Linked DNA regions of Drosophila melanogaster: region 1 is linked to region 2. The links are chromatin contacts, called in public Hi-C maps. All regions are on one chromosome and are shown on one strand. The core of a region is the stretch at or near the end of the contact, and the rest is flanking DNA. Distances in the headings are between cores, read along the strand shown. Region 1 holds the start of CG12024. Region 2 holds the start of Patj (patj,).

Region 1 (5,241 bases), core at 2,030-4,529, 58 kb before region 2:
AAGTTTTTGTAATTATTACCATTTACTACTATTATGATTGTACTATTTTTCGCTGATTAACCATTAATTCATATGGGGAATTATTATATATATATATCTACATATTTAAATATATTTGTCGTTCGTTTTTGAGCCGTTTTTTAAATTATGCAACAAGTGAAACATTCGTAAACTAAAACATTCGTATTTATTGATTCTTTTCGATTGTACTCTACACATCTACAACTACAACTACTTATACACGCGAAAGCCCAACCAACAACAAGTATATCTTTAAATAGAACCGAAAACAACATTCGAAACACAAATCAAATTAAGCTAAACTAAATTGTACGCCTAAAAGATAAAGATAACAAATTCCACGAGAGAAATGAGCAAATAAATCGAGAAAGGAAATGAATCATGAATAAGGAACATATTTTATAAAAATATTGTATGCAAATGATGTCAAAATGTTGCAAACAACCAGAAGTAATGAGCCCCCTCCCCCTTAGAAATTAGTTTAAAACAAATTTACAATTAATTGTTTACCACGATCAGTTGCATCAAATCTGAACCCCCCCCCCCAAACACACACATACCAGCCACATCCCACACACACACACACACATTCGCAACCAGAACTCACACACACAAACACACCTACACATTTCCGGCGCGCTCTCAGAGAGCGAAAAAGCTACACGAAAACGGAAGCGGAATCGAGACAAGAGGCTCCTGCGGCCAAGGCTCATTTCCGCTTCCTGGTAAAAAGAAGAGGAGCAGGAAGTGCAGAGAGAGCCACAAATTCTAGAATATTTAATACATAAGAAATGGTTTAACACAAACTAAACTGTCGTGTCAATCCCAAAATGAAAAGAAACCTAAAAACGAAGTAATTTACAAATATTTCATAATAAACATTGCATAAACTTCGCGTACGAGTAGTAACCAATATGCCCTTAAATCAAAGTCTAAACACAGCCAACAACCAACATTAAAAGTAAACTAAATAAAACCTAAGCCCAAGCGTATATATTAAATATATGATAAAGATACAAATCATTTTTGAACATAATAAACAACAAACAAACCAACCGTTACAATAACATAATGTAATAATGAGCGTGTGAAAAATGTAATTGAAAAACCATTTTTTCGAACTTGTTTCCCTACTGGTCGCGTTTTTGGGACCCCACACAGAGCCTCTGATCTCAGAATCCTGGCAGTCCCGAATTCGCGACGCAGTAGGTCGACATGATCGAGCATCTTTTAATTATTAATAAATGTATTATGTTTATAAAAAATTAAAAAGGAAATGCAAAAACAAAATAAAAATTAAATAAATTCATTTGTGGAGCGTATGCCTTATTCTTAGCATAGTTCATTCAGAAGTTAAAGACAAGACGATTGCATTGAAGTTTTGAAATATCTGTATTTGATACTTGGAATAGTTATATAAGGTTGTTATTCAAATATTTATACATATACAATTACAATCAAATAGCTCGTCTTTATAATTATAATATTCTGCTAGTTTATAGCACGCATGTTAATCCAGCGTAAGATCTGCGATAGGATCGATTCGGAGTTAAGTTGGGGCGTAGGAGTAGTAAAACCGCATTGTATCCACAGCTGATATGGTATGCAAGTTCCGAGAGATTCGCGGGTTGAGATATACAATCATAATGCATGCTTTTCGTAGAAGCCGGCGAATCGCTCGCCAGCAGTTAAAATGTAGAAAGTGAATTTTAAGACAGAGTTACGTGGTAGTTTCTATTACTGTACAATAAGTGGCTCGAGTTCCGCTTCATGACTAGGTTTTGGGCTAAGCAAAGTGCTATACTGGGGGACTCGCCTCCGATTCCTGGTGTGATGCTTGTTAATTAACGCTTTTTATAATCAGTCGAACGTGTGAGTGAGTGTGGCTTTCTAGCAATCTCTAGCAATCGCGGCTTAAAAGAGGCCGCCTTAGTATCGATTACAAATTATGCATAAAACTTAACTACGCTAATTTGGCAACAACGAAAGGGTAAACAAAACGTATACAAACAAGGAATATATGTATGGGTATATGGGGGTATTGCACGGTAGGGTAAAAATTGCACTTAAGGTTAAAACTAGGGTAATACCATCGCATCTTTGTGTCGAGATTGGGATAGGAGATTTCAGATTTCGTTCTTGCCCGGAGATTACTTTGGACTGGGGAACTGGGGAGATTACTAGCGCACGTGATCGTCACGTTATGGCCGTTGAGATTAGATAACAAAACGATCCGCTTCACTTGCGCAGCTGCAGTTGACCCTGCTGCTGGCTGGACTGGCTCGCTTGCTGCTGATCACGCTGCTGGTGGTGGTGATCCTCGTCGTCGCTGGGCTCTTCGCGCAGCGGCAAGGAGTCTATCTGCTTGGCCGTGGTCACCTTCTTGTTGCGCTGCCAGGTGAAGACTCGGGCCATCTGCAGGAACTTCTTGCGCGACATCTTGCCCATGTTCTTGAGCCGCTCCTGGAAGGGTGCGTCGTCCTCGCCCTTAGCCTTGCCGCTCTGCTCCTTCTCGAGGGCGTTCATGAAGTCCTGATTCCAGCGCAGCTGATTCATGAACTCCTCGTTCTGCAGCATCAGGGCGAACTGTTCGTCCGGCAGTTCGAAGTCCTGCTGCCCGGGAGCGGGCGTTATGCGCAGAAAGCCCGCAGGCAGTGGACCCAGGATGGGCGGATTCCAACGCCTGCTGCGTTTGGTGGGCGTGTTGTTCTGGCTGCTTCCCTTGCTGTTGGCCGCTCCCAGCGGGCGCTGCTTGGGCGAAGCGCCCGTGTTCTGATGGTTCGGCGATGCACCGGCCGTCGGTAACAGCGCACTGGGTGCTCCAGGTGCACCGACTGCACCCGCTCCTCCGCCGTCCGTGGTGTCCACCAGCTGCAGGTCCCTGTCCGAGTCGTTCAGGTTGATGAGGCTCTGCTGGGGCGAGACATTAGCATCCAGTTCATTGCGCAGTTTCTCGTTCTGCGTTCGTTAGTGGGTTAGTACAGCATAGACGTTAGTATACACAGGCGCCTCCACTCACCTGGTTGTCAATCGACATGGCCAGCAGGGCGTCGATGGTCTGGTCCACGGCCCCCAGGTTCGCCCGCAGGATGGCCTCGATCACCTCGCGGTCGATGTCCGGGAACATCTTCTTAAAGTCGGTCATTGCCTGCGAAAATTCCAGCTGCAGCGTTGACATGATTATTCTTATTTTTATTTTCGCCCCCACAGTCCAATTGACGGAGCAGTGTGACCAGAGCGAATGTTCTTTAATTCTGCCAACAAACAGGGGGTTCCTACTGGTGACAGATAAGTTGATAAGAATTACTTGGCCCTTACAATAATCCAGATTGCTGAACAAGAATATTATTACTAACAAATAACTTAAATATTGAAGTGTTTTAGCAACATCAAGCAATACTCTATCATGAATTTGGATACATGCGAGGATATTACAATTCAGCGATTACACATGTTCAAAGAAGTGAGGAAAGCTTATTTCTGAGGTACTCTACAACCACAACATCTAACACTGGCAGTGTTGCAAAGCGGTTAAGTCCGGCTTTGGCGGCAATTCAAACTGGTTTTATGCGACCGTATCAATAAAGTTCAATTTAGTGCATTGTTTATGGAAGTTTGAGAAAGTTATCCGACAGATGACTCAGTGAAGCAGCCACATCGGCTGTCACGTGATATCCTCAACTCGAGTGGCTGATAATTGGCGGCACGTGCTGGTGCCTTTGTTCCGGCAAGCAGTGTCGGTTCAGTCGGTCGCGTTTTAATAAGTGTCAATTAGCACTGATATGGCTGCCACTTAATTTGCTATCAGCTCTGGGCGGTGTCCAAAGAGCCCGCTTATCAGAATCAGTCGGACAAGTGATGAGCGAGACACCCCCGCCGGATTTGGGTTCGGAATAGAGGTGATGAAACCATAAATTTCAATTTAATCACAAAGTCTGCGGAAGAAGCGTGGGCTACCTTCCGATATTTTCGGATCAGACAAGAGGTTTCGAGAGTTCGGATCATCCAATTATAGACTAGACGGAATTAATTGCTGTCTACTGGGACTTTGCTTTTAAGACGCATTATATTTGGGAAATGACTCGGGGGAGATTCTATATAAGCAAAACACAATCTTTAAAATACGTCGAAAATTTTAATTAAAGATTTTTATGCGACGGCACCCCCAATTAATTTGGGTTTCTGTGTGACTTAATCCGGGCAAGGTGTTGCGTCATATTTTTTTGGATTTTTATAATGAAGATTTGCCGAGATACGCGAATGATTAGGTACGCATAAGAGATAAGAGATCGGTGTAGTTATCTATGCGATGGACATGTGTAAATTTCCATGCTATTTTCGTATAAACTTTATTTTTAACCCCCTTGTATGATAGATTAAACATTTTTATTTAGATTTGTGAAAGGCACATCCCACAATGGGTTGGTTCTATTTACAAGTGCCCAATTAATCTTAATGTCTCATTAAAAATATTTTATTTACATTTGTGACAGGTTCACCCTGCACAATGGGTCATATTTACATGTACCCAAAATGTGTAAGGAACTCAAATCATGTGATGATTTCATTTGAATTCCATGAGTTTGGAAATGCCTTTTGCGATCTCAGCTTCCGCTGTTGAAAAACTGCAAGTCGACATTGACCCAATTAACATTTAAAATATTCCAGCTAAGTCATGACGAGTTTAATGACCTACAGTTGAAGTACTGGTTCATGTGGGAACATTTTCCGAATCTCACCCTGGCACTATCATCCCAGTGCACAGACTATAAAAACCTTGCTCAAATCACCTTGAAGTCCCAAAGCCCTGAGTTAACGAACCGGGCGAGGGAGTACGCCCTAGATGATAGTAAAATACTTACGGTTCAGAGATCGAAGTGGTACATAATTCAAGTGACTTAATTTGCTGACACAGCGCACCCAAATGACCCATCCCCAGTGCTGTAGCGCAGTCAGCAGCGCCAACTATATGGCCCACCGATCATAAATCTTGGCTTTATCGGTCGATTTGTCAAAAGCGTGGCACGACAAGCGCACGAAGATCGCGGCCGAAGGCTCCAACCGACTTGAGTCGGTGCTGGTGGGATTCGATGAGTTAGTTCGCCGCCAGAGCAGAACGCGTTTAGTAGGAATCCGAGTGCCTAAATCCGAGATTGTGCCCAAAATTAGAAGCGCAGAAATAAAATTACAAAAACTTTTCAAGTACTCGTGCAACCAGAG
Region 2 (4,902 bases), core at 1,333-3,832:
GTTGGGACGACCACATAGCCAATCCGGTTAGTGGCTCCAGGGAGCGCGACTTCAGCTTACTAAACGAAGCAGCGGCGGCAGCCACTGAATCTCCATCGGCCACGGAGCCCGCGGTGGCCAGACTACCATCTGATTTGGCCTTCACCAGACGATCGGTAGCAGGCAGCAGGTTCTCAAAGTTGTTGCTTAGCTTTTTCAGGGTGTCATCAGAGAATGGGAGAAGCGAGCTGTTCCTGTTGCGACCGCAAACCATGCGCACATCCAACGGCAGTTCCTTAAGTATAGCCACCACCTCCAGGTGGTTCATACCCAGCAACCGCTCGCCGTTTACCTCCAGCAATTCATCGCCAGAGCGGAGTACTCCATTCACGCCAACGGGTCCATCAGGTAAGATTGAACGAATATAGTGATGGGGTCGTACCTCGCGCCCTCCTTCTACGTCCACGGTTCCCTCCAAGGAAATCCCCAAGCCTCCGACCGCGAACTTCTTGATCTGGGCCACAATCACCTCCACATCGGAGCCCACAATCTTCTGCCATTTGCGAATAATTTCGGTTTCGGCGTCGTCGGACAGTTCCGGATCGGTGTAGTACTTGTGACGGGTGATCACCCCGCTGTTCTTGGCCTAAAACATGTTAATGCGCTATACGTTTTGCTGCTGTGTTACCCGTTAGCTAATACTCACCTCCGTTTTATCCGCCAAGGGTACAACTTCCGTGGGTATGATCTTCGTGGAGCCGTCTAGGGAGTCCCTTACTGCTACTAGTTGCTTACCCGCTCCAAAGGAGCTTAATGTGGTGGTGGTCATTGTGGTGACCGACGGCGGAGTGGTCATGAATGCTTCTGGCGCTGGTAAGGCTTCCTCTTCCAACTCGCGAGTGATGCTGCGTGATGGTGTAGTTGTGGCGGAGGACGTTGTGGCCACGGGCGTGGGCATGGGAGCCCTTGAAGGCGTTCCAGGTGCACTGGATGGAAGCTTGTCATTCGCAGCGATAGCCTGCTGCAGCTGCTCGAATTTGGGGCCCCTCAGGTAGCGTTCCAAGCGCAGGTTCACCACCTGACCAGACTTCTTAAGCAGCTCTACGGCCTGGTGGTTGGAGTAGCCTTGTAGCGACTGGCCGTCAACTTCAATGATGCGATCGTTGACCCGGATGCGACCACTCAGGTCCGCTGCTGAACCGGGCGACACGCTCTTTACGAAAATGCCAGACAGCTCTTCTTTCTCACACACATAGCCGGCAATTGTGATGCCCAGGCCGTTGGCATCCTTCTTCAGCTCCACCTGAAGCTTCTCCGTTTCAGGAAGGGCAAGCAATTCCTCTAGGTCGATGTTTGGATCAATAAGCATTGATGTCTCGCCGCGATAAACGAAACGATCGTCTTCCGTGGTGGTCTGCGGAGTGGAGGCCGTGGAGCTCTCGCCAAAGATTTCCGGATAGCCGGTAGATATGAGGTACCGCTCCAGCTCGGCAGGATCGACGAGGACGCGCGTGGGCACCACAGCAGTGCCCGGTTCCAGGGCGTACTGGGGCGTAGGCACGCTCTGCTCAACGGGACGGGCAACCACTAGGCGGACGTGGGTTCCAGACTGTCTCAGCACGGCAGCCACCTGTTCGGATACCATTTCGTGCAGGTTGACGTCTCCAATCTGGAGGATGTGGTCGCCCGAGCGCAAGCGTCCGTCCTTATCGGCCACGCCACCCGGCAGGATGGTTTTTACAATCACTCCCGAGTTGCGAGCTCCAATAATACCGAATCCGAGACCCGTGCCGTCGTTGACCAGCTCTATGGCCTGGATCTGAGCGTAGTCCGTGGCGTAGAGATCCGCCACTCCGGCTCCTTTGGAGTTCTGGCTCTGCGGGCGCGGCTCCTCGCCGACGCCTCCGGACTTATCTGGACTGCCCGGAGCCGAATGGGAGTGCGAGGAAGAGCGCTGTTCGTCAAAGTCGTACATCACCTCGCCACCATTCAGACTGAGTACAAGGTTGCCGGCCACATCGATGTCGAAGTCGTTGGGCAACATGGACGGATGCTGAGCCAGCTGGGCGTTCAGCTCGGACAACGAGTCCTGCACGTGGACGATGGTGCGGAAAACGGGATCCTGCAGAATGCCCAGAATGGTGCTAAGGCTCTCGGCCGTCTGCATTTGCAGCTTGGGGTCGTCGGACTCATCGATGCCCTTCTTCACTGCCTCGATCTGCTGAAGGGCGCTGGAAATATCCGCGCTGAGGTGCATCTTGCGTCAGTGGGCGTGGTCAGCGAGCGGTGCGCGGTGCGGTCAGTGGAGCGTGGTCCCCGTCTCTATCCCACTTCCGCTGGCGTTTCTATGGACTTCTGGGTGGGGGCGTTGTGGCGTTGGCACACTTTGTCCTAAACTGCAAAACGGGTAATTCGATTTGGGCTCTAAGTGGGACAGCTTCGGATCAGTTACTGTGCCGTTTGGATGCAGCGAGTTGTTTACCCTCTCCTATGCACTCTTTTCGGTGGCCACTTGCTCTGCTGCTGCTGCTGTAATTGATTTTTAATTATCTCTGAAATGGAATGCCAAATGCATTTTCTTTTCACAAACAGCTGATGGACAGGGTTGCCGAGCGGCTGCGTTGTGCATCGATAAGCAATCGACATAATCGGAACAGTTGCCACCTTTTCAAAATCAATTCAAATTCGACCGTTACATCTGCTAATTTAATTAAATCTAAGATTTTTGAATATAGTCTGCATGTGCTCGTATGTAATATGGCTATACGAAATAACCCAACAACATCTATCCTTTTAAACGCAAATTTTGAATTTAATTTCTCTGTACGCACAAATATCTGTGTTCCAAATACGGAAAAACAATAAGGTGTCTGCCATCAAACCATGTTACGTTCCTCCTCCTCCTCCAATTCTATTTCGAGCTTGCGGAATTCGCGGAAGAATTCGCGAGTGATATGCTTCATATGTGGAGTCAAGTACTTGGGAAAGATATCTGCAGAAGAAACAGAGAAACTATCAGAAACTATTGAAACCTCCAACAGAAAAGGAAAACCCACAATCAAATTCTATAATGAGATCCCCGAACTGCTCCACCTTCTTGTTGGCCTCCTTGATGGCCGTAACTGCATCCAAATTGCGGCACTTGGGGAGTCCCTCGAGGGGAACCACTTTGGTGTATCCCGGCTGCACTACGTCCGTAATGACCACCTTCAACTGGCGCCGGTCCAGCGTGCAAATGAAGAACGTGAAGCCGGTGAAGGCCTGGCACAGGCCAATAGACTGCCTGTAGACCAGGTCGTGTTGGTTTCTCCTCTCAAAGTCCGGATGCGGCTTGTCGGCGGCAATGAAAATAATATCACCCGGAATGGTGGCCGGATAGCGATCGCCCTCCTCCTTGAAGCAGAAGCGAGTTCCGGCCGTAGTTCCCGGGGCAATGTTCAGCTTTAAGGTGTGCTTGCGCTTCTCCAGCCGCGACTCCTTGGCGTCCACGATCTCCTGGCGCCACACGTTCATCAGCTTGACGCAGCCAGTGCGTACTTCCTCCAGCGACAGCTCGATGATCCTCTCCGTACTGGCGTCCTTGGAACGCACGCCAATGCCATGCTGGCGCGTAGCGTACAAGCTCGGTGGATTGGAGATCGCATCGATCACGTTGGCATACGGCGAGTAGCTACCGAAGACCCGCTCGTAGACCTTCATGTGGTCGCCGTCGTACTGATAGGGCGGAAAGTATCCGTTCGGCAGCATGACGCCCTCGAACAAACCCGCCTCGCCAAAGCGATCGTATATGGCCCGGTACAGATCGTTGCCCAGCACATCGAAGGCCATGTTGACGTAGGCCCACTGCCTGGGCTCGCCCATGGGTGAGAGGTGCGTGAGACGACCCTCCTGGGCCAGCGGCACAAAGTCCTGCTCGTCCTTCTTGTCGCGATGTGGGCAAAGCCGAATGGCCAGGCGGCGGTAGGCCAGAGTAATCTGCTCCTTGGTGGCGCCTCTGGGCTGATCCAGCACCGCGTAGTAGTCCAGCTCCGGCCGGTTCATTGTTTCTATTCGGAGTCGAAGCGTATAACAACTGGCAGAAGTGTTCACAGAATGTTTGACGTGTGACTGAGAATTTATTCAAATTATATACAATAACTCAACTGACGCAGGATCTGGCTATGGATGAAATATGCTTGTGGACAAATACATTAAGATTAGAGCTATGGTGTAGATGGAAACGTGGCGGCGATCAGTCAACGTCCTCGGTGCTGACGCCAGTGTAGATGGGCTCCTCCTTGGCTGCACTCTCTGATTTGGCATCGTCGGTCTTCTCCTCGCCACCGGCGACGTCATCCGAGTCATCTTCCTCCTTCTTGTCACCCTCCAAGTCAGCGGCATTGGGCACCCAGAGACCAGAGTCCACACAACGCTTCATGTGCAGCTTGGCGACGTCCACGGGCATGGCCGCAATGGTCTTCTGCAGCAGCTCTACGTCGCGGGACTCGAAACAGGCCTTTAGTTCCTGCGGAGCAAATACATGAAAAGTTAGTCAAGTAATTCCCATACAGTGAATCACTAGAACGTACATCGGGCAGGGATTCAAAGACATCGGCTGGGTCCAGACCACCAGGTCCGAGGCGCTCCTTGCGCTCCTCCTCTTCGGCCTGGGCTATCGCCTCCTGGATCTTCTCCTGCGCACGCTTCTGGATACGTCCTTTGAAACCTTCGATCTCGCTGTCGAACTGCGCGCGGTACTCGGGATGACAGTGCTGGATCTTTGAGAAGAAGGAGCTGACACAGGCGCGAGGATCCACGTCCAGCTGTTTGGCCAACTCTAGAATGTACTGCATGCAAATGCACTGATGCGCCACGTGGGCCATCAGCTCGTGCTTCTCCTCCATTTCCAGGTTGATGGACCAAATGACTAGGTAGTTGGCCGTC

What was found. Hi-C and Micro-C count contacts between places; a contact is called where the count stands out from the background.
Region 1: a Hi-C map of the Kc167 cell line shows a contact between it and region 2, with 5 times the contacts expected there. A contact is called at or near these places in 27 of 107 Hi-C or Micro-C datasets (the Clone 8 cell line, the D17-c3 cell line, the Kc167 cell line and 11 more) and 2 of 7 datasets of targeted methods (both in the Kc167 cell line).

Annotation. Positions count from the first base shown.
Region 1 is chr3L:1,855,203-1,860,443 of dm6, reverse strand. CG12024 reads right to left here and starts at 3,279. Exons shown (of 2, transcript NM_167921.3): 1 at 3,041-3,279; 2 at 1,397-2,931. The coding sequence starts at 3,199. The coding sequence ends at 2,260. CNMa (CNMamide) reads left to right here and starts at 4,853. Exons shown (of 5, transcript NM_001202092.1): 1 at 4,853-5,241. Rap1 (Rap1 GTPase) reads left to right here. Exons shown (of 2, transcript NM_057509.5): 2 at 1-1,329.
Region 2 is chr3L:1,796,483-1,801,384 of dm6, reverse strand. Patj (patj,) reads right to left here and starts at 2,582. Exons shown (of 3, transcript NM_167917.4): 1 at 2,462-2,582; 2 at 686-2,375; 3 at 1-625. The coding sequence starts at 2,236. CG12020 reads right to left here and starts at 4,080. Exons shown (of 2, transcript NM_139405.1): 1 at 3,036-4,080; 2 at 2,775-2,971. The coding sequence starts at 4,020. The coding sequence ends at 2,856. It overlaps Cdc37 (Cell division cycle 37), which reads right to left. Exons shown (of 4, transcript NM_057658.5): 3 at 4,548-4,902; 4 at 4,078-4,483. The coding sequence ends at 4,211. It also overlaps asRNA:CR45818.